Regions from separate parts of the Mus musculus genome. Here region 2 is linked to region 1. The links are chromatin contacts, called in public Hi-C maps. All regions are on one chromosome and are shown on one strand. Each heading gives the region's core, a stretch centred on a gene start, on an enhancer-like site or on the middle of the called end of the contact. The rest is flanking DNA. Distances are from core to core; before and after follow the strand shown. Region 1 has its middle 190 kb from the start of Gm23950. Region 2 has its middle 190 kb from the start of Pappa.

Region 1 (4,981 bases), core at 1,745-4,244:
CTACTGGCACAGTGTCCTTGGTAAGCTACAGTTATCCCTACCTCTTGTCCTCATGAAGGGTGAGGAAATACTCATAACAGATTGGGGATAATGAAATGGACACTCTAGTACAGAGAAGTCATGAAACTTATACTAGATGTAGCTTCTGTTAAAATCCACAGGCCAAATATTAATTCAAGATCCTTTACCTAACCACATCTATCTAGCTTTATCTTCCTTTCATTTCTAATCCCCAACATTTGATTTCTCAGGCAGCTTCCTGTTACTTCACACTTTGGTCAAATATTTAAAAGGTCATAACTAGAGGTAGCATATCTTTCTTCTTCCTGAAACTTCTTGTCCTTCATCTTCAGGAACAAGAAAAGAAAGCTTCGCTTGCTGACTGATAATATTGGTTATACACTGCTTTTAAGGAAAACCTCATTTGTATCCATTTGGTGTGTTTGTGTCCCTTTGATCCAAATGAGGCAAACTTCCTTTTTGGTGGATTCTCTTTTGGTAAATAATATCAAGTTAAGGACATTCAGTATGCTGAGTTTTGGTTGGTCATTTTGTATATATATGTATACACATACATATATATATATATATATATATAATTTATTAAATTATAACTATAATTATAACTAGAATTTTATAATTTCTGGTTTCCCCTCCACAATCTCCCATTACATCCCCCTCCCCTGCCTCTATAAAAGTGCTCCCCCACCCATTTGCCCACCCTTGCTTTACCCATCTAACACCCCCCAATGCTGGGGCATTAAGCCTCCACAGGACCAAAAGCCTACCCTCCCACTGATGCAAGATAAGGCAATTTTCTACCACATATGTAGCTGGAGCCATGGACCCATCTATGTATACTCTTTGGTTGGTAGTTTACTCTCTGGGACCTCTGGGAAATTTGGGTAGTTTATATTGATGTTCTTCCTATGAGGTTGCAATTCCATTCAGCTCTTTCCGTTCTTCCCCTAACTCTCCCATTGCTCTTATACACAAGTTTTCCATGAAATTGAGATGATTCATATAAAAGTCTTATTCATCTAGTATTCTCTACTATGTGTAGTTACTTCTAATTCCATGAGAATGGACCATGAGTTATATCCCTTGTACAGGAAAAATGCATACTTGGGAAAGATAGTTTCATATGGAAACAAGTGTCTGAAGCATGATTTCTTTATAAACACATGCAACAAAAGATGACTTTGTTTAGAGCAGCTAGGTAAGTAGCACAATGAAGACATTAAATATTTGAGAAAACTGGAGAGGAATGGAGTTTGGGACCAATCCTGAGTAGTTCTCTGCTAATATGATTCCTGACCTACCTTAGGTAAACCATTGAGACTACATATGATTTTAAAACTTTTAGTATTTTCACTTTTACAAGGAAATGACATGATTTTAAATATTGTTCCCTTCTACCAAACACTGTGCACTTTCCAAACAATGCACTTACGGTCTAAATCTAAATCATTTATAGCTTTGCCAGCCACTGAAGGTCTTTTTGCAGAAAGAAGGCTAGGTTTTGGCAGAACCACATATATACCTAAAGGACATTGAAAGGTTGTTCCCCAAAGGCCATTTCATGCTGTCAAAAGATTCTATCAAGGACGAGGTCCTGTTCTGCATTACATTCTGTTGAGGTCAGCAGGCAGAGATAGACACTGATAGACTATAAACCTAGGACAATGAAAAATCCATTTTCATGGAGTTTCTGATTTGAGTGAAAATACATCAAAAAGATACAAACCAACCGTCAGGAACATTATAATTTCTAATGATGGTAAGGAAGGAAAGGGCAGCAGAGTAAGAAACTGATGCAAAATTAGTGTTTGTGTGACTGGGCAGTCAGAGAAGCCCTGTAGAGGTCAAGAAGTTTGAGCTGAAAAGGGTCCAAGCAAGAAGGACATAACCACTCAGTGTATTAGAGGCAGAGCTTCTCAACACATTCAAGGAAAAGCTCAGGAAATGCCTTGAACTGACATATGTATGTGATCACAGCATCGATGCCATGTGTGTGGGACTGAGCGACGTACTAGAGAGATCACTGTACAATGACTGAAGTGGAGAAATACCAGGTCACTTATAGCATCATTAGACATGCTGAGGAGTTTGAAACCCAGTGACTTGAAGGTTTTAGAAAAGAAATGGAATGTGATTCCTTTAGAAGATAAATGTTTTTGAAAGTCATCTTTAACCATTTTGGGGATTAGGTTAGAAAGCTGATAAGGAAAGTGTTAGAGAGAAGGCTTCCTGAGAGCTAAGGATGCTTTAAGTCTGAGTGATATTAACATTGATAAAACTGGAAGGGAGAAAAGAGGACAAAATATCGAAGAGGCAGTGGTTACTAGTGAACTGAATATGGCAGGGCTAAATGAAACAGAAATTAACATTTACTTTGTTCAGAGCAATTAGGTGAATACCACAGTGAAGACATCACATAGGGTAGGGAACTGGAGAAGGAAGGAGGTATGAGTGTTATCTTCCCTCTGATTAATCAGGAATATTGCCTATCATTTGAAAATGTCAGTATTTTTCATTTTGCAAAAAAGGCATAGTTTTGCATATTTTACTCCACTAAGCACTCTTCTATTTCCAAACAGAACCAGGATGGACACAGAGTGAGCCTTAAATCGGATTATTGCTTAAAGTATGACAGTAAGGCAGGGCTATGTTGCCAGAAACATTGGGGTTTATGACCATAGCACCAAATGCATGTAATGACCCTGCAGAGGACATATTGTTTCAACTTTACAGAAAAGCCAACTAATGCCAAAGCAGAGCAAAATTAGCCACCCAAGGAATCTGTGACATCTAATGATGTGCTACTCATGAAAGCCATCTACCCGAGGTACCTGTGACCTGTAGGGATGTGCTAATCATGAAAGCCGGGATCCTGACTTCCTGGGATCCTGGTTCCAGGGCTTGTTAATATAGTCACAAACCTGGAAGCATGGCCTATGCATAAACCCCAGAGGATTTTTTTCTCCATAGTTTTACAGTGGCCAGACTCTGACTCATGGAGGGAGAATCAGTGTCCTCATTATGTAGCAAATTCCATGAGCACACACCAAGTGTTGTTTTCTCTAAAAGACTTAAAGTAGCTTCCTCTCTGTCTCCTTCAATCAACACTTGCAGAACTGTGCTCAGGTTAAGGGAGTTCTGCTTGGTTTTTGTATAGACTCTTTGATATGCCCAAACTTCAATGGTTTTTGTTCAATCCCTGGAACCTCAGGCACAGCCAACCCACATGTGGTGGGAAGTGAGGGGAGAGGGAAAGAGGAATGTGAGGGAGACACAAACACAGCACAATGTTTTCTTTCTGAGAAACTTCATCAAGGCTCCAGTTCCAGTGACCTCACCTTTAAGCAATGCCAGCTCCTTTGCTTTAAATCAAAGTTGACTTGTGGTGGTGGTTCACATATTTGGAGACTTACAAGCCTACTGCTTCTGATGTTGCAAAGGGAAATCCTGAGGGCTAATATCTGGCCTTTAAGATCACAGTGGCTGATGATCTTGATATCTTCCATGTTTCACACTGAGACACAGAGGAAAGGTTTGCATGGAAGATGAAACTGTAGATGTGGCAAGCAACATTGAAACTGGGGCATTTAAGGGCATGCATCAGTGAGTGGACAGTCTGCATTCCCTTTCCTATGTATTAAAACTAAATCATAATAACAGGCTCTTTATTTAACTTCCTACTGTAATTCTTGCACCCTGAATTTACATGGTTTCCAAAAGTACTTTATATAAATTTCCTACCCAAATCCTTCCAAGTCTTATTCATCTCAAATAGAACATAATCCATGTATTGTTTGTAGTTGGATCATTTGTAGTCTGATCTCTGGCTATATCCATTATCGATTTCATGGCTACTTCTAGTGCTCATCTCTGAGCAAACGATTCTTACATCCTTGCTATTCCTGAAACCTATCCGACACTCTCAGATTCATGGTTACTAGTGTTGCTCTCTTCTTTAAGCAAACAAAAGGCTCTTTACACTAGAATATTAAAGCTTGTTTATTCATAGTTTTTAAAGTGTTTTCCCTCAAATACCCTCATATTCATGGATAAGAGTATTTCTCTAAGACATAGAAATTCTTCAAATCAGATTGGAGTATGTAAGACCATGAGACTGACTCAATTTTAAAAGAAAAAGACAGAGAGAGAGAGAGAGAGAGAGGAAGAAAGAAAGAAAGAAAGAAAGAAAGAAAGAAAGAAAGAAAGAAAGAAAGAGAAAGAAAGAACATGGTGATTAATTGTTTGTGTATATCCAGCTACTTAGTCAAACATCATTATGGGCTTTTCTGTGATGGTATTTTTGGATAAGATTAACATATGAATCAGTGGATTGAGTAAAGAAATTATTCTCTCTAATATAAGTGGACCTCATCTAATCAATGGAAGATCTGAATAAAAGAGAAAGGCTGACTCCAGTGTAAAAGAAAGTTTGTCTGCTCAATGCCTTTCTTGATGAAACAGAACCTTCAACTGTCAACAGAATCATTAACTGTCTCCATTCTCAGACATTTGAGATCAAAGTGGAATGAACCTTTGGTTCTCTTTCATCCCCATTCTAGCTTGTTTACACACACTGCTACCATCTCCCATAATGTTGAAACTCAGTTCATCAAAAGTAATATATTTCTGTGTCTCTATATCATATCAGTTTTACTTCTGGGGAACTTGTAGAAATAATGACTTTGGTACCAAGATTTGTTCTGAGAACTCTAATTTCAATTTAAAGAATGGATTTTTGTGAACTGGTCTAGAGTATCCAGGATTAGCTTCCCAATCTGATTATAAGTTAAGAGTTAAAGACTGTCTCAATGCCAAAGTGATTACTGATAATCTAGGTCATGATCAGAAAAGAGAAATTCCCAATTTTCCAACATATGCTTAAAAGATTAACCAACCATTAATAACAATATTGAATAGTTCTTAGAAGATTTTAATAGTCTCTCTGTGTCCCTATCTACCT
Region 2 (4,981 bases), core at 1,716-4,215, 300 kb after region 1:
AATCATCAAAGTCCAGAAATTTTATTTCTGTTCATGGCAGAGTTCTTCAGAGAGAACTGATATGATGTAGATGGATGATAGATAGATAGATAGATAGATAGATAGATAGATAGATAGATTTGGAGGTTAGTAGAGAACTAATGGATGACCATAGAAATTGATAGATATAAAATAGATAAGAGACAGATTATAGATACATAGGTAGATGATGAAGAAAATAGATGGCTAAATGATAGAAAATAAATGATGTAGACATAAAAATATATTAATAGATAAGTATAAGACAGGTGGATAGAAAGGTAGGTACATCATGGATTGCCGCAGACTCTCTGGGTCCCTGTGTCTGCGTGGAACGGGTCTCTCGATGTAGGTGGGCAAAGCGTAGATGAATGACAAACAGATGCACACAGGAGAGTTCGTGTGGAATCTGAGTGTATTTTTCAAATCACGCATCAGACTTTTTATGCAGAAGACAATAAGGAAGTTGGGTGACATACCCGCAAGGTACAAATGAGGTAACCGGATGCTTAAAGACTCTTACACAGAACAGAGGAATGAAAACGCAAAGACTGGCAGGAACTGGGCAATAAAATAACTGAGACAGAGTCAGCCCTATCTAAGGTCAGCTATAGTCTTAGAAGCCAGGTGTGAGAATTTTACTCTCCTAGGGCAAGGGCTTTCACACCCAAGTCATGGTTCTAACTAGGGAGTTCCGTTCTAGTTAACCATCTCATGAATAATGCAATACTCTAAAACCACAGCCAGATCTACTTCCTAAACCATTGTAAATTCCTGTATATAGGTGTAACTCAGCTATAATTCTAAATATCTATTCTGGTTTCTCCTACGGTCAGAAACTTCTTTCTTCCTTAGTGATAGTAAATTCCCGTGTAAGGGAGTGACTAGCTTTTACAATCTTACTGAATTCCAAGCCCTTGATCTTGGTCAAGGACATTCTAGGACTGTTGGAACACTGGAGGAAGGATTTAGCCATGTCAGAATTTAATTTTAAAAGGCACTTATAATAGGAAAATACTGAAAGAGAGCACGTGGATCTATACACTAGACTAACGCGGTAATGGAACACAGGAATGAAAAATTAATGTATGGGTAGAGAACGCTAGACTCCAGGAGGAGAGCTTCCTTGAAACTCTTTTGCCTCATGAGTGACTTTTAAGCCTTTCGGCTTGTCCAGCTGACTCGACCGGAGAGCGTAGCAATGGATGATAGATAATATCCTTCTATTTGGAGAATTGACTATGCAAGGAGGCATATAAGTCTCATACATGCTCAGCCATAGGCCACATGACCAAGGACCCTCCTATAACATACTAGTATCATTGCAAAATCCTTAGAACCAAGGAATCTGGGAGTGTAGCTCTTAGTCTAAGTTTCAAAGTTCAAGTGCTTAGCCTGCCACCAGGGACAGTGTTAGATCCAAAGTTCTAATATGCAAAGTCAGGAGAAGTTAGACTTAACTGTGCCCTTGGTTCTTAGTCACCATCTTGGATAATGACTGTTTATATCAAGGATAACATAGCCCCTTGCAGCCCATTGATTCAAATGACACTGCCCTCAGAAGCTTCCTTACAGACAGAGCATGAGTCTCCCAACCACTCTAATCTAATGGAAATCTCTTAGATTTTCTGTTTAGAAGAGAAATAATCTACTTGCTGCTTACTGGAAGACTGGAAACAGTTAATGCAGTATTAGTTATCAGAATGCCTCTAAATTCAATAAAGTTGATATTCAAAATTAGTACTCACAGCTTCAAAGCTCAATTCTTCACTGTGACCCAACTTATCTCTTACTGTCTCCTCCTCCTCCTCTTCCTTCTTTTTGTTCTTCTCCTCCTGCTCTTCTTCTTCAACCCCTTTACGTTGTTTTTATTCATGTACTTATTTACACCTCTACACACACCCTGTGTGTATAGAGATGAGTGTAAAAGTGAGTGAAAAGATGACATCTTTCTCCTTGTTTTCATTGCATTCTATTAACAATGATCAGAGAAATATGATCATGGATTCCTTTGGTTTTCTTATTAAAAGGCACATGCATTGGGAACTTGGGACTGAAGAGATAGCTTAACTATTAAGAGATCATGTCATTGGTGTTGAGGACTTGAGTTTGGTTCACAGCATCCACATTGGGCAGCTCGTGCCTCCAGTTCTACGGAGATCTGCTTTCTTCTTTCTAATTCCATGGAAACCTGAACTAAGATGTGTGTGGATATACACATAATAAAATACATTTTTATAAAACACACACATGACTAATGACTTTCAGAAAATTTACCATACACATTGAAAGAAGAGATGGGGTGATGAACCCAAAAAGAAGCTGTTATAAGATTGTATATAAAGGTGGTGATTGGGGATGCAGAGATGGCATATCAGTTAATAGGATTTAATGCTTCTCCAGAAAACCCAAATTCAATCTCCAGCACCCATATGGAGGCTCACAACTGTCTGTAATTCCAGGTCCAAGGCATCTGATGCTCTCTTCTAGCTTCTATAGGCAGGAGACACACGTATTGAATACAAACATACATCAAGAAAATCAACCATGTACATAAAATCAAAAGTGTAAGAGGTGATGACAAAGGCTATATCTATGTTCCTTCTTCCACAAATCCCCAAGCACTTACATCAGCCAGCAAGTAAGTAATAGCAAGGGATCACTGGAACTGACCAGAATGCATATAACTCCAGTCAATTGGAATATTTCTAAAACTAAATATTTTCCTCCTTCTTAGGGGGAAAAGGACTGAGCTTATAATAGAGTTCAGATTTGTGTCAGACCTTTTAATTGGGTTTTGGGGGTATATTTTATAGCTGCTTCCTAAAAGCTCTGTAATGATTTGGAAGTTAGCAATGTAGACACATTAATTCACTCTAAACATCTGTTTCTACATGATAATGATGATAATACTTGATGACCTTTTCTTGGGAATGATGAGTAAAGGTTTAATGTGCAACCCACAGATCAAGTTTGGTCCAGCTGCTCACTAGGGAAGCTCCCATTGTATGTTTTCAGCAAAGAGACTCACACTTTTTTTTTTGGAATTCTCATCTTACTCCTTTGATTAGAATTATTACTCCTTTGTTATAACCAAAGTTGTACCTAGATCGACCTCTGTGTTTATATCTTACATTAATGTCTATACCATATTAACTTCATGTTTACTAATATTTGGTCAGAATAGGTTTGCACTGTATTTTTAATGAGTAAAATAATGAGTATCAGTTGGAAGTTTCATTGTATCTGAGGTTGCAATTAGCCTAATGTTTTTTTGAACTAAAACAAAACCCCATATATAGCATTGATCCTAGAATTGAACAAAGGTTTGTCTGACAGCCAAGTAGCCCATATATGGAAGGGAATGTCTCTCAGACATAAGGCTCCTATGAGCAAGAGTCACAAGCTATCACATTTTGGTGACTCACAAATATGTTCAGCATCAGACAGTTTGAGAAGAAAATAGATTTAATCCATGAAAAACATTTCATCCTATCAGAGAAGAGACAGTTGAGAGCAGAGCACAGCATCTTGGAATGCAAAGACTCTATAAATATATCAAATAGTACAAAAATGCACCCATCCAAAGCTAGGTCTCTTTGTATAAGCCATTATCTAATAATCCCTCTAGTTGTGAAATTGAATATCTGTAACTAACAAATACAACTATTAATTATAAATGCTGGTCCCCTACAAATCAAGTCTATTTCCTTCTCTCTAGTGATCTGATAGTTCATGCTAGCAAGACAGGGAGTGGGAAGCTGTCTTCTGATCTCCTTCTGTGTTCTCAGCATCATGCTAATTGATGGACAGGTGGACAGATGATAACTAGAGATGGGGAGAGTGTAATCACTGTCATACTAAAGCTGAAATGACAGTAGTTTTCCATTCTTATAGTCTAAAGATTCCTTTATTGAAGGCTTTTGTAAGCTGCTAACTTCTAAAAACCAAACACATTCTTATTAACTACATGAGAACTCAAGTTACCAATTTTACTCTTTGTTACAATGAAATACCTGGTATAGGACAGGGAAATAAACACTGTCAGCAAAATATCTTGATTTGCGCATGTATTATATTCTTTAATCGGTTTTTAATTTTTAAAATACTGTATTCTATATTTTTTAAAGTTTAAAATATCTTAAAAATCTGAAGAATCCTCCTTTGTTGCTCTGGAATTTTACTCTTTTGGCAATATAATGGCACCCACTTTCAAATTTTCTTATCATGACCAAAAATATGGTTTGTTGGGGATTGTAACACTTTCTTTTCAGTTCTTGGTAATAGAGAATAACCTGGTTTTGTTCTACTTGCATGACCAGTTAGTTAAATATGGACCACTCAATTAATGAAGTCCAAAGTGCTTTACTCTGTTGAGTAAGAAACTAATATCAGCCAAACACATGCTTGAACAAATATCCAGATAATACTTGGCCAAATGTCTGGGCTACCTATAGCTCAATAAATGGTCACACAATATTAACTAGTATATACTTCTTTTAATTTTTGCTTTCTTGTTCTCTAAGTATACTTCTTATATGCAATTCTATGATCTATTTACAATTTTATTAGAATTTCTTTTTTTTAATTTTTTATTAGCTATTTTCCTCATTTACATTTTCAATGCTATCCCAAAAGTCCCTCATACCCCCCCCCCCCACTCCCCTAACCACCCACTCTCCCCTTTTGGCCCTGGCATTCCCCTGTCCTGGGACATATAAAGTTTGCAAGTCCAATGGGCCTCTCTTTCCAGTGATGGCCGACTAGGCCATCTTTTGATACATATGCAGCTAGAGTCAAGAGCTCCGGGGTACTGGTTAGTTCATAATGTTGTTCCACCTATAGGGTTGCAAATCCCTTTAGCTCCTTGGGTACTTTCTCTAGCTCCCCATATCTTATTTCTATAAGAATATCATTTTGTTTACTCTTTTCAATTACCCTTTTGTTGAGGTACCTATATTAT

What was found. Hi-C and Micro-C count contacts between places; a contact is called where the count stands out from the background.
Region 2: a Hi-C map of the C2C12 cell line shows a contact between it and region 1, with 2.6 times the contacts expected there. The contact joins two enhancer-like sites. A contact is called at or near these places in 2 of 484 Hi-C or Micro-C datasets (the C2C12 cell line and embryonic fibroblasts) and 1 of 115 datasets of contacts at active chromatin or transcription factors (embryonic fibroblasts).

Annotation. Positions count from the first base shown.
Region 1 is chr4:64,632,432-64,637,412 of GRCm38.p6, forward strand. No RefSeq gene overlaps it. Among named protein-coding and RNA genes, the nearest start is that of Gm23950, 190 kb to the left of the region's middle. Within about 2 kb of position 2,995, at least 45 of the 459 cell types and tissues checked have an H3K27ac peak or open chromatin away from gene starts, as enhancers often do. A contact at or near this core is called in the C2C12 cell line, where this site is marked.
Region 2 is chr4:64,930,701-64,935,681 of GRCm38.p6, forward strand. No RefSeq gene overlaps it. Among named protein-coding and RNA genes, the nearest start is that of Pappa, 190 kb to the right of the region's middle. Within about 2 kb of position 2,966, at least 7 of the 459 cell types and tissues checked have an H3K27ac peak or open chromatin away from gene starts, as enhancers often do. A contact at or near this core is called in the C2C12 cell line, where this site is marked.